Linked DNA regions of Mus musculus: all the other regions are linked to region 2. The links are chromatin contacts, called in public Hi-C and HiChIP or PLAC-seq maps. All regions are on one chromosome and are shown on one strand. Each heading gives the region's core, a stretch centred on a gene start, on an enhancer-like site or on the middle of the called end of the contact. The rest is flanking DNA. Distances are from core to core; before and after follow the strand shown. Region 1 overlaps Fchsd2 (FCH and double SH3 domains 2). Region 2 holds the start of Arhgef17 (Rho guanine nucleotide exchange factor (GEF) 17). Region 3 holds the start of Rab6a (RAB6A, member RAS oncogene family).

Region 1 (3,908 bases), core at 174-2,673, 300 kb after region 2:
GCTGAACATTGTCAGTATTTCAGGCTCCATGTTTGACCCTCAAGATTCAATGCTAAACAGACTGGCATGGCCCTTCCTGTTCATAGAGTTCAATAACCAAAAGAAGGACAGGCAAGCGTCAGAAGCACAAGATAAAGCCACGAGGTAAAAAGACAAGAACCATCCAGAGTTCACAGCGATCAAGAGAAGCCCTTAAGGCTGAATGATAATGAGCAAGGCAGGGAGAGAGGATGAGGAAAGGGCCTGTGACATGTGACATGTGAGCTCAGAGGCAAGAGAAGTGCTGGTAGAGCTCAGAGAGGCTTAGTTTAGGGAAAGTGTTGCAGGGAAGGGAAATGGCAAACAGGTGAACAAGGGGTCAGACAGAAGCCATGTCCAAACTATTCGGTCAGTGGTAAAGTTCAAAACAAACAAAACCTATCCTGAACATAATGCCTGGCCAGGGAAGAGTGTTGAATAGTCAGTCATATAAAATACAAGTCAGGGGTATCCTCCCTGATGCAGTGCGAAGTGGGATGTCAGGACCAGGCATGGTTACATATACCTTTTATCTGAGCACTCCAGAGACAGAGTCAGGCAGATCTCTGTGAATTTGAGACTAGCCTGGTATTCATAGTGAGATTCAGACCACCCAGGGCTATGTAATACTATCTTGAAAGGAAATGGGTTGGCAGAAATAACTGGAATAGGAAATTGCTAAGAAATAACAAAAGAACTTGGTAGGTTAGCAGTATAGCTCTGTGTTAGAGTGTACACTTTGCATGTGCGAAGTGCAAAGGTTTGATCACTAGCACTGCTAGTTAACTGTTAAAAAGCTTTGATTTCTTTCCTTTCTTCCCTGTTTTCTGGTACTCATACTCAGATAGCTAGTATAATGCCTAAGTACAGTTGACACTCAATAGCAATATCATTCAGACTACATAGGAATATAGTTCACCTTAAACTGCACGCCTTGTTCATGATACCTATATTATCATGTCTTGTATATAGGTAAAATGAGCTATTTCTTCCAAACAAGATTATTAGGATGAGCTACTAAGAATATTTCTAAGTCAAAAACTTCATATCAGAAAACATGTCTCTTTTTAAAACAAATTCATGAAAATCATGATTTAAGGTAGAAATTTTAATTCCATCTCAACACACTACAGTGTCCAAAATGTTCATAACTATTTGAAGTTTATATTTAAGGCATTTCTAGTATAGGGGAATGCCAGGGCCAGGAAGTTGGAGTGGGTGGGTTGGGGAGCGGGGGGGGGGGGGAGGAGATAGGAGATTTTTGGAGAGGAAACTAGGAAAGGGGATAAGATTTGAAATGTAAATAAAGAAAATATCTAATTAAAATTTTTTAAATATATTTAAGGCATTTATTTGCACTGCCTGTTTATAGTACTCAATGGTGCCATCTAGTGGTAAAAGAAGATTCAGCACTATTACTCTGCTTCGGGGACAGGTTTTGTTTTATTTCAAGTCAATTTTATATTAAAAGCTTGATGTAAAAGCCAGACACAAAGTACAAAAATAATTATTGTAAAATTTATATACATGATTCTTATAAATAACATACTAACATACAAGGAATAAAATAAATAAATAACATTCAAGGAATAAAAGAAAGAAGAACAATGTTAGATATCATAATTTAGCCCTGACTGTCCTAGAACTCAATCTGTAGGTCAGGCTGGCTTTGAACTCAGAGATCCCCTGCCTCTCCCTGAGATTAAAGTGCTGGGATTAATGATGTATCCCTCCACCACTTGGTTTAAAACACGTTTTTCAAAAGATACTTGAGAAAGTGAAAAGAGCAGCCCATAAAATGAAAGGAAATATTTACAAATTATTTATCTTGCAAAACTCTGCTATATACAATACATAAAGAGTTATTGCCATTTGAAATCAGAAATAGACTCCAACTGAGATGTATGAAGCAGAGGCTGGAGATGTAGCTCAGTTAGTGAACTATTTGGCCAGCAGTTCAGTTTCTATTACTGTATAAACCAGGTGTGGCAGCACATACCTGGAATCTCAGGTGGAAACTAAAGGGTCAAAAGCTAAGGGTGGGCCAGTGAGATGGCTAAGTGGGTAGAGGCACTTGTGTGCAGGCCTAACAATCTGAGTTGGATCCCCAGATTCTGCAGCACAGCGGGGAAAAAAAATCAGAATTGTACTCTGACTGCCACATATGCACCATGATGCATGTATGTCTTCTGTAAGTAAATATTTTTCTTTGAAAGTTGGAAGTACTTTTAGTTGTATTACAAGTTCAAGTGGTGCTACAGGAGACCCTGTCTCAAAAAAAAAAAAAAGCCAAAGGTTTGAATTAGATAATTCGCCATAGAAAATAGATCAGTATATAGCAAAACATGTAAGGGACTCACAGACAAGTAACTCCAGTCTAAGGAGATCTGATGTTCTCTTCTGACTGCCATGAACACTGTACACTCTATGTGTGTACAGACAGACATTCAGGCGAACACTCATCCACATAAAATAATAAAATATCAACAATAATACCAATAAAGAGCACAATGAATAACACACACACACACACACAAATAAGTGGTGGCAAGGACACAGAGAATCTTCATGAATTGTTGGTTGATAGGGTGCAGCACTCTGGAAAACAAAGTTGCCATATGGCCAAAGGCAGTTCTACTCCTGTGTGTCTCCCCTGGGAACTAGAAGCAGGTGCCAACGCTAAAATAAAGGTAGAAGTGAAACTCTAAAACAAAAACATTTTATTTGGACGTAACAAAAAAATAATACTGCAATCCAGAACACATGCACACACGCTGAAATGACCTCTAGAATGTCTAGGAAACAAAGGAAGGTTTGGCAGCTTTGTTGAGACAAAGAAATTTGAAAGCCATTATGAAAGAAAGCTCATTGGCACTTTGTGTGTTTGAGAGAACTAGGGAGCTCTCATTGGAGAGCAGCAACAGTCACTGTGCAAAACTAGCTCCGTGACAGTTTTGTTAATTGATGAGAAGAGAAAAATGTAGATTTTTAAAAGATAAGGCTGCTGTTTTGATAGTTTGGAATGGCAGGAAAGTTCTTAGAATATCTATGAGAGCTGAGTGTTTTCCCTTTGACCTCTCTAAGATGTGCGTGACGGGAGTGTAATCTATGTAGACAAACACGTGGGCATAAATGTTCATGACATTTTATGTTTTCTCTCAGATTGCTCTGTAGCAAATATATACTAAATCCTAATTCTACCACTAATGGAGGAGACTTGTGTTTATTGTATATGTGTTCCAGGCTCTGTGCCTGGATTCTTTCTTTCTGATAGTCCCTGTAAAATTCCTACATCTAATTGTCATGAAGTGGCTACAGAAGCAGATAAGCAAAGATCAGAAACTAGATGTTTTTGTCTCCAAAATATTCTGGTTTTTTTCCTAAGCTTTAGCAATATTAGATTTTTCCCCTTGTTGGTTGCTATTCATTAGAAATTCAGCACTACCCTAGTAACTGCTCACTGTTCACACGCTCTTATGTAATGCTCTATGCCTTTTGTCAGTTTATTAATAGGTTTTGAAATTGAACATTTCTACATTTTTAAAGACAAAGGAATTATGTGCCAAAGCACTATCATAATTTTTGGCTTCTATAATATTCCTCTCTTTCAGGCTCTTGATGGAAACGTGTATGACCACCTCAAGGATTATTTAATAGCCTTCAGCCGGACCGAGCTAGAAACTTGCCAAGCTATACAGAATACATTCCAGTTTTTACTAGAAAACTCCAGCAAGGTAATGTGTCTTTAATGCAATGACTAGTATTGCCATGTCATAATCTAAAGCTCTTTCCTGAAGATACTAATAATAGTAGAAACATGTTTTAAAGGATGTAGTTCTGAAAAAAATTCTCCTTAACAAAGTGAGAGAATGGGACACTTTCTGGATGAG
Region 2 (4,024 bases), core at 647-3,146:
CTGTTCCCAGGGCCCCCACTGGGCTTTCGGACCCTCAGTTCTGAAAGGTCTGAACGAAGGAAACTGAGCAGCGTCAGGGTTTCAGAGGCGATATCTGGATTCGATAGGGACTTTCGTTGTCGGTTCTTATCTAGGTCCAGTCCTCCATCCCTCAGCGGCCTGGCAGTGCCTACAGGTCCCTTACTGCGGGACCTCGTCTGGGGCCGCAGAAGAAGCCCATCTCCAGTTCCAAAACTTGGGGATCGATATACACCCCAGCCCACAGAACTACGGCTTGACCATAGGTCGTCATCTTTGAGGGTCTCTGTGCTGGAATAGCGACTACTTCCTCGGGAGCCAGCTGGGCTGGCCAGGTACGCAGGAAAGCTCACCTTAGCCACACGGAAAGGTGCACCCCCAGTGTCGGACATAGGCCTTAAGCTCTCTTGGGGACCTGGGAGGCATGGCTGTGTACCAGTACCCCACTCATCCATTGAGGTTCTTGGAGACGTCGGAGGTTCGGGGCTCCCGACACCCCCCGCTGATCCCAAGCCTCCCGGATTTAGCTCGTCACTGTCCTGGCTGCAGCCGTGAACCAACTGAGAGCGTCCAGGCCGGAGACCTCTCCCTCTCCAGCGACGGCCATCCTCACCATTTGGGTCCTCGTCACTGCCCGAAGAGTGGCCGCCGAGGTAGGCCGGACTCTGAGGCCCAAGCTGCGACTGCGGTCCCTCCTCTTCCTCCTCGCTGGAACTAGCAGCCCGGCTGCGGCTGACAGGATAGGAGGAGGCAATGGAGGAGGAGGAGGAGGCCCGGGCCCCGGCCTGCGGTTGGGAGAAGCTATGCCAAGAATGTAAACCATCCGCCGGACGCTGCGCCCGCTCCTGTTGCTGGTGCTGCCGACGTCGCCTCCCCTCGATCCCGGGCCCGGACAGCGGCCGCGCAGAACGCAGGCCAGCCAGAGGAAAGCACGTTCGAGGAGGTGGCGTCGGAGGTTGCCGGGGATCGCGAGTTGGGGGCTCCCACGAAACTCTGTCGGGGCTGGTCGACCCCAGGGCCTCAGAGTCCATACTGGGTCGTCTGGAGCTCGGACCGCCGAAGAGTTTGCGCATCTCTGTGACGCTGGGCCAGGCCCCACGTTCAGAGCCTTCCGCAGCTTCTTCTGTGGTGCCGGAGGAGCAGCCCCCGTCCCGGGTACCAGTGGAGTCGTCGTCCAGACCCGCCGCGTCGAAGCGCCGGGAGAGCTGGCGCACCGATGGCGAGAGGCTGCGGAGCGGGCGCGGCTGCGCGGGGGCGGCCGGGGGCCCCGACGCCAGCTTGGACACGCGCCGGGAGGGCTGGCCCGGGACTGCCGCGGCTGGCCGGCACGAAGCTCGGCGCCGCAACCCAGGGGTGTCCGCGTCCTCCTCCCTCGGCCCCGGTCCGCCGCTCCAGCGCTCCAGCAGTTTAAACGAGACGCTGCGATAAAGTGGGGGTCGAGGTGACCCGTCCGCCATGGTTGGTGCTAGTCACTCCGGGGGGGCTGGCCTCGGGACGCCGCGGCCAACCCCCCCTGCACTCCCACTCCGAGGGCGCGCAGTGGCCACGGTCCGAGAGCCTGGGTCCTGCACCCGCAGCGTGCGGCGGCTGTGGAGGAGGGTGCGGAGACGTGAGCAGAGGTTTATCAGTCGAAGATCAAGTTTCCGCGGCTACAAAAGGCAGGAGTTCCATCCTGGGCGGCCCCTCTCGCCCCTGCGGCGACCCCAGGCCCAGCCTTAGCCTCTGCGGGAGAGGCCAGGGACATCGCGGTCCTGCCGGTGAGGGGCCTAAGGCTCGGTTCCTGCACTCAAAGTCCGCCTGCCAAGCCCGGCGGCCCGCCTGCCTCCCCTCGAGCTCCCGCTCCAGCTCCCTTTCCCTCCCTCTAAGCAGCTAGCTCTCTGCTCCCTTTTGTTGCAAATAAACTTTGAGGCAGAGGAAAGGGGGCGGGGGGCGGGGCCTGGCGCCCAAAAGAGGGGGTGGGCTCCGGGAGCGCGCGAGGCTGGGAACACTGTGGGGGGAGGGAATCGGGGAGGAGCCGAAGGAGAAACAGGATGCTAGGACTTTTGTAGACCAAAACGACCCTCTAGGGGAGTCGGCTGCGAAAGCCGCGGGCTGATCCTCCCTGGGGACTCCTTCAGATACCCACAGGAGCTGAGAGTGGACAGCTCTGCATAAAGTAGTCCCCGCTTTCACGCGGGAACCTCTGCCGCAGGGGCTCCAACATGGCAACCCAAGACCCAAAAACTCAGGTACACACCGAAACTCAGGTACACGCAGAAACTCTCCTGGCCGGAAAAGAGGTGGGGCCCAGGGAGACGTAGGTGGGGCAGGCCCACCGGAGCGCTTGTGGTTCCCCACCTTGCTCAGACCACGCCCCGTACTCATCCTTCAGTGGCGAATCCCGCCGCACCACGCCCATGTCCCGCCCCTCACTCTCCCAAACGCTCCACCTATCTCCCACCTCCCTCTGGTTTGTCCCTCGCTGACTGTCCCTTAACCCACCCAATGCTGCTTTAGCAGTCCCACCACTCAGGACTATTACACACAACTTCCCCCGCCATTTTTCCAGTTGCCACGCCCCCTGCCCTCTAAGGCCTGGCGTCCTCTAATCTCTAAGACTCCGCTCCCCACGTCTTTCTGCGGTCGGGGTACGTTGCTCTTGCGCCCTCTGCGGGCAAGATTCTCCGCTTTCTCCAAACTCCGTAGAGATAAAACTTCATCTTCCCACAACCAACCATAGAAGGGTTAGGAAGGTTTCACTTGCTTACAGGCGTTTCCTGCCCCCTTTGGCAAGCACTCTGCCCTTTCTTTGGCCTCCTGCACAAAAGGTGTTTGCACGGGAACGCCCTCAACTTCCCTCCGCCAAACCTATACTCCTACCTGTGGGTGCTCCACCCTCCAGACCAGGAAGGTGTCTCTCCCGCTGCAACAATGATCTACCCTAGACCTCCCCTCCCGCTCCTGCTGCAGTCTAGCAAGTCTAAAATTGTTCTGGTTACTGGGATGTCAACTTCGCACCTCTGTTAGGTCCCTTTTTGCCCAGAGGCTTTAAATGTAGGACTCCACACCTAAATGAATGAAAATATATGGACTGCCTAGGACGTACGGGTAACATTTTAAGTATTTTATTTAATCCTTAGGCCACCCTTGGGGATAGATGTTATTAGAGAAGTCACAATAGCCATTGCAGAAGTCAGAGGGAAAGGATAGCTCTAGGTGTGGCTCAAATCCAGACTTTAAAGTTGTCAATCATCACGGTTTTTTTTAGAGATTTTGATGAAGAAGGAGGGTCTGATTCCTTTAAGTTCCAGCAGCCTTTCTCTTTGTGGGTGGTGGGCAGAACCTAGCCTCTTTGGGGACAGAGGACAGTCTAGACTGCTTCAAACTCACCCAGCTCTGTTATGTGTAGGCCCCATTCCTCCAATGTTCACTTAGTAAGCATTTAAGGTCAGTGGTAAATGCTTACCCAACCAACCCCAGGGCCATATGGGTCCCAGCCAAAGATACTCAGCTCAGTGGAGATCAAGGCAGTCTTGAGGGCAGAATGCTAAGTGCAGAATAAGGGAAGGCAGCCTCTAGCACAGTGGCTCTCAACTTTCTTGATGCTGCAACCCTTTAACACAATTTTTCATGTTGTAGTGACCCCCATCATAAATTTATCTTTGTTGCTATTTCATAACTGTAATTTTGCTATTGTGAACCCATAATACATATATCTGTGTTTTTCAATGATCTCTGGAAACCCCTTTGAAAGGGTCATTAGGCTCTAAAGGGGTGAGGCACACAGGTTGACAACCACTGCTCTTGGAGGACCCCAGGCTGGATTGCTGCTCGATCAGCCCCCAGGGTAAGAAGGTAGCTCTCTTAGTTCTGGATCATCCGTTAGTTTGTAGGAAGCCTCCAGGTATGGAGATAAGAAGCCTCCTGCAAGACCTTCACACCATTGTGTCTCAGCTCTGTCTCAAAGGGTCTATGAGGTATATCTTGCCCTCTCCACTGGCAAATTAGTATGCAAAGAAGAGAACCC
Region 3 (3,965 bases), core at 909-3,408, 320 kb before region 2:
ATTTTGTGTATAAGATACTTACATAGACTTTTGATGTTTTTACTTATACATTTTTATTTTATGTTTTCAAAGTATTTTTGACAACATCTTATGTAGCTCAGGCTGTCCTCAAACTCACCTATGTAGTTACGTATGATCTTAAACTCCTGTCTCTACTCCCCATTACTGGGTTACAGATGTGAGTTTGGATGTCTTTAAAAGTTTTTTTTTTAAAGATAGATTTATTTATTTATTTATTTATTTATTATATCTAAGTACACTGTAGCTGTCTTCAGTCACACCAGAAGAGGGTGTCAGATCTTATTAAGGATGGTTGTGAGCCACCATGTGGTTTCTGGGATTTGAACTCATAACCTTTGGAAAAGCAGTCAGTGCTCTTACCCGCTGAGCCATCTCTCCAGCCCTAAAAGGGTTTTAATATGTCTGAACAGAGATATCTTTTTAAGATATTGTCCCATGAAATGTTGAAGAATGGCAAAAAATTGTGCAGATGCCAAATTCTCTAATTCAATGGCACCTAACTTTTTTTTATTTTTCATATTCTATGAATAGACTTTATTTAGAACTCTTTTCCCTTCAGTGATGCAAGGTTTCATGCAGCCTAACTTTGATATGTAGCTCAGGCTGGCCTTAAATTTAGGATCCTCTAACCTGTATCTCTCAAGTGCTACGATTATGGGCATGCACCACCATGTCTGGCTCTAGAAGTTTCTTAGGTGTCCTAAAGAGTAGATTTTCTCTCTCTCTCTCTCTCTCTCTCTCTCTCTCTCTCTCTCTCTCTCTCTCTCTCTCTCTGCAGGACCTCACTCTGTATCTTAGGCTAAGCTGGAACTAACTCTATAGCCCAGGTTTGCCAAGCCCTGACAGCAATCCTCCGCCTTAGCTTCCTGGGGGTTGGGATTACAGATGTGAAGCACTAGATAGAAAATTACTAGATTTACAAAGGCCATTATAGAAGTTCCCATATACCACTCCAGACTCCTCTATTAACAGCTTACTTTAATAGGACTGATATGTTATAATAAATCAATCAGTACAAAATACTGTTATTAACTAAAATTCATGCTATACTCAAATTATTTTGTTTTTGTCTGATACTCTCTTTTTAGGGATCCCATTCAGATGAAAAGTTACATTTAATTATGTTATGTAACTGTCCACATTATGCTTAGTTCATGTTTTCTTATGGCATTCACCTTTATCTTATTGGATCTCAAATCTGGTTGACAATTGGAAATGCTTCAGATGGCAAATTTAAGGAAGCCCCACTCAAGCACATCCAGAAGTGCTGCTTTAAGGAGAAAGGATGATCTTTTAAATACTCCTTCTGCAGATTTGTGATTTTGTTGAGGCAGCCCTCTGGAATGTTGTGTGACCTTTTCCAAAGCTGCACCGCTAAGTGGGCAGTCATTTCATATCTGTAATATGTGGAGTTTGGCTTATATGATATCTAAACTCATTTCTAGCATGTAGACGATGGTTATCGTCTGATGTTATGGGCACCTAAAACAACGGCCACTCAACAGAAGATCACGCCAACAGACACTAGGGAATTTGATGGCTTAACGTAAGGAGGTAGCAGAGGTTCAAATAAAACCTTGACTCCATGACATGACTACGTGGATTTTGCAAGTCATTTCCTTCTGTTGGACTCCAATTTCCTCACCCACAAAATGGAGAGGACTTGTTTCTGGTAGTTATGAAACTCCACGGAGTAACGGTGGGAAATCTTATATACACGAAGATGCCGAGCAAGGAATTACGTTTTAGAAGGCTAGGGTAAACGGGTGAAGGGCTAAAGTGAGGAAGGAGAAGCGACGTTAAGGGTTTAGCACCTACAATACACCTTTGAGCGACCCAACCCCACCCACGCATTGCTGCGGTCATTCCACCTTGGTTCCGGCTCCGCCTCCGTCCCACCTTCTTTTCCCTCCTCCTTCCTCCAATCGCCTTGCGTCGCGCCACACTTCCTATGGCTGCCAGAACCCCACACCTTCCTCCGCGCGAGAGTCGCGCGCGCGCTCTCGCGTCGCCACCTCAGTTAGCAGCTGCCTGCCCTCCGCTTTTTCTGATTGGCTCGATTTGTCACTGACGTAAGCGCCCCCTTTTTTTTCTCCCCCCCTTGCTTACCCGGAACTCGGTCCCGCCTCCTCCCGGCTTCTCCAGACGCCAGTCGAAACCTGATCGGCCCCTTTCTCCACCGCACGGGAGGAGCCGGGATTGCTGGCGAAACCAGGAAAGCACTGGCGGCGACGCGCACGCACGCACTCACGCACGCACGTCCGAGGCCGGCAGGGCGGCAGGCTCGCGCCCGGACTCGCCCCGCATCCGCGCCAGAGGCTCGCGCACTCAGCGGGTTGTGCTGCGGTGGTGGCGGCGGCGGCTGCTGTGAGAGCCCGAGCACTGCGCGTGCCGAGACCCAGACGCGTCTGCGGCGCTCGCCTCGCCACCCTCCTCTCTCACCTCAGTCTCCGCGCCGCGTTCTGAGGGAAGGAACGGCGCTAGGCTAGCGAAGCCCGAGCGCACCGCTGGCTGCCTCCGACACCGCCCTGCGTCCCTTCGCGGCCGCGGGCCCGGCTCGGTGCTAGGCGACTCTGCGGGGAGGCGGCGGCGGCGGCTGCCGGTCGGTGGAGGCACTCTCCCTTCAGCCTCGCCCCTCTGCCCGGCCCTGCAGGGGCCGAGAGGACTCGGAGGCTGCCCCTTCAGCTCGGCCCTCTTCGTTAGCGGGTTGGAGCTGCAGCGGTCTGGAAGAGGTCTCTGGGCTGAGGCGGCGGCGGCGGCTCCTCCGGCTCCATCATGTCCGCGGGCGGAGACTTCGGGAATCCGCTGAGGAAATTCAAGCTGGTGTTCCTGGGAGAGCAGAGCGGTGAGTGCGCGACTCCCCCGCTCCTGGCAGCCGGCCGCGGCTTCCCCGCACCGCCCCCAGTGCAGCCCTTCTGGCCGCTGAGGCTCCCCGCCGGCCTCGCTCTTCCTAAAACCCCCACCCCAGCCTTTTCCCCGGGTCCCCCGACTCCTCTTGTCCCTGTCCCTGGCTCCTCCTCGCTAGGATCTATCAGGCTTGTAGCTTAGATCTCTGATCCTCGCCCGGACTCCGCCGCCTGCAGCCGGGCCCTCTCGGGCCGCTCTGTCCTCCTCAGTCCTCACCCCGCCCAGCCTCCTGTCCATCCCTTTCTTCCTTTGCTCTGCGTGGTCTCCACCACCCGGGCCGGCTTTATGGGGCCCCACCCTTATTCCTTGCTCTTTTTCCGGTTCCCATTGGAAGTGAGGTCCCACTCCGAGAAGCCCCCAACTCTGGAGAATGGGCCCCCTCTTCAACCTTGGATGAAGGAGGGTGGGATCTGGGCGTTGTTTTCCCCTGAGGCTTGGCTCGGAGTTGTACTAGTCTCTCGGAAGGTGAGAGAAGAGGTGGTCATGGAGAAAAACAATTCTTGCTCAGTTTACACCTAAATGAAGAATTAGTTAGGGTTAGTGAGCTAATATATTTTAACTGAAGGAGACTTGAAAAGAGGTGGCGTTGCCAGTGATGATTTTGGTCCCTTGGGTTGGGACTGGTTGGAAATCCTTATTTTTCTATTAATTTTCGTCATTGACAATTCTTTTGGCTATATTGATGCCTTTTCAGTCTCTGCCAGATGCTATGTCATGATCAGTTTACTTTGAATTTTTCTCATCTCACTTCCCTCTTTTCTCGTTTCAATATGAAATATTTAAGTATCTTCATGATGATACAAGCAAGGATTAACGGGTGAAATGTTAATTATTAATTTCTTCTTGAGAATTTTCCAGTTACATATTTAAGATGTATGTGAGAGGCTTAGAATAATGCATCTTTGTTTTGTAGGATTGCCTTTGGGTAATAGGGTAATAGATCCACCATCTAGCTCTCTAAATTAGATTAGAATACTATTTGAGTTAACTGATTTTTTTTTATGTATACCTAATATTTCATAGGGTCTTGTGAATGA

The links. A called contact is a pair of places that touch in the nucleus more often than the background predicts. HiChIP or PLAC-seq counts read pairs in DNA pulled down with a chosen protein or histone mark.
Region 1: a Hi-C map of bone marrow-derived macrophages shows a contact between it and region 2, with 28 read pairs. The contact joins the enhancer-like site here to the promoter of Arhgef17 in region 2. A contact is called at or near these places in 17 of 39 promoter capture datasets (the 3T3-L1 cell line, 3T3-L1-derived adipocytes, the C10 cell line and 9 more), 3 of 15 datasets of contacts at CTCF or cohesin (the NIH/3T3 cell line, large pre-B cells and stem cell-derived epiblast-like cells), 29 of 484 Hi-C or Micro-C datasets (the 3T3-L1 cell line, 3T3-L1-derived adipocytes, the AML12 cell line and 20 more), 16 of 115 datasets of contacts at active chromatin or transcription factors (the HPC-7 cell line, the NIH/3T3 cell line, T-cell acute lymphoblastic leukemia and 12 more) and 2 of 9 other capture datasets (adipose tissue and pancreatic islet).
Region 3: a contact with region 2 is called in an H3K4me3 HiChIP or PLAC-seq map of embryonic stem cells, with 13 read pairs. The contact joins the promoter of Rab6a here to the promoter of Arhgef17 in region 2. A contact is called at or near these places in 1 of 39 promoter capture datasets (embryonic stem cells), 2 of 484 Hi-C or Micro-C datasets (both in embryonic stem cells) and 4 of 115 datasets of contacts at active chromatin or transcription factors (embryonic stem cells, extraembryonic endoderm stem cells and trophoblast stem cells).

What each region holds. Positions count from the first base shown.
Region 1 is chr7:101,230,243-101,234,150 of GRCm38.p6, forward strand. It overlaps Fchsd2 (FCH and double SH3 domains 2), which reads left to right. Exons shown (of 20, transcript NM_001146010.1): 9 at 3,630-3,752. Among named protein-coding and RNA genes, the nearest start is that of Gm50587, 26 kb to the right of the region's middle. Within about 2 kb of position 1,424, at least 17 of the 459 cell types and tissues checked have an H3K27ac peak or open chromatin away from gene starts, as enhancers often do. A contact at or near this core is called in the HPC-7 cell line, bone marrow-derived macrophages and pro-B cells, where this site is marked.
Region 2 is chr7:100,930,265-100,934,288 of GRCm38.p6, forward strand. It overlaps Arhgef17 (Rho guanine nucleotide exchange factor (GEF) 17), which reads right to left and starts at 1,897. Exons shown (of 21, transcript NM_001081116.1): 1 at 1-1,897. The coding sequence starts at 1,475.
Region 3 is chr7:100,605,428-100,609,392 of GRCm38.p6, forward strand. It overlaps Rab6a (RAB6A, member RAS oncogene family), which reads left to right and starts at 2,159. Exons shown (of 8, transcript NM_024287.4): 1 at 2,159-2,866. The coding sequence starts at 2,797. It also overlaps a transcript of Mrpl48 not described here.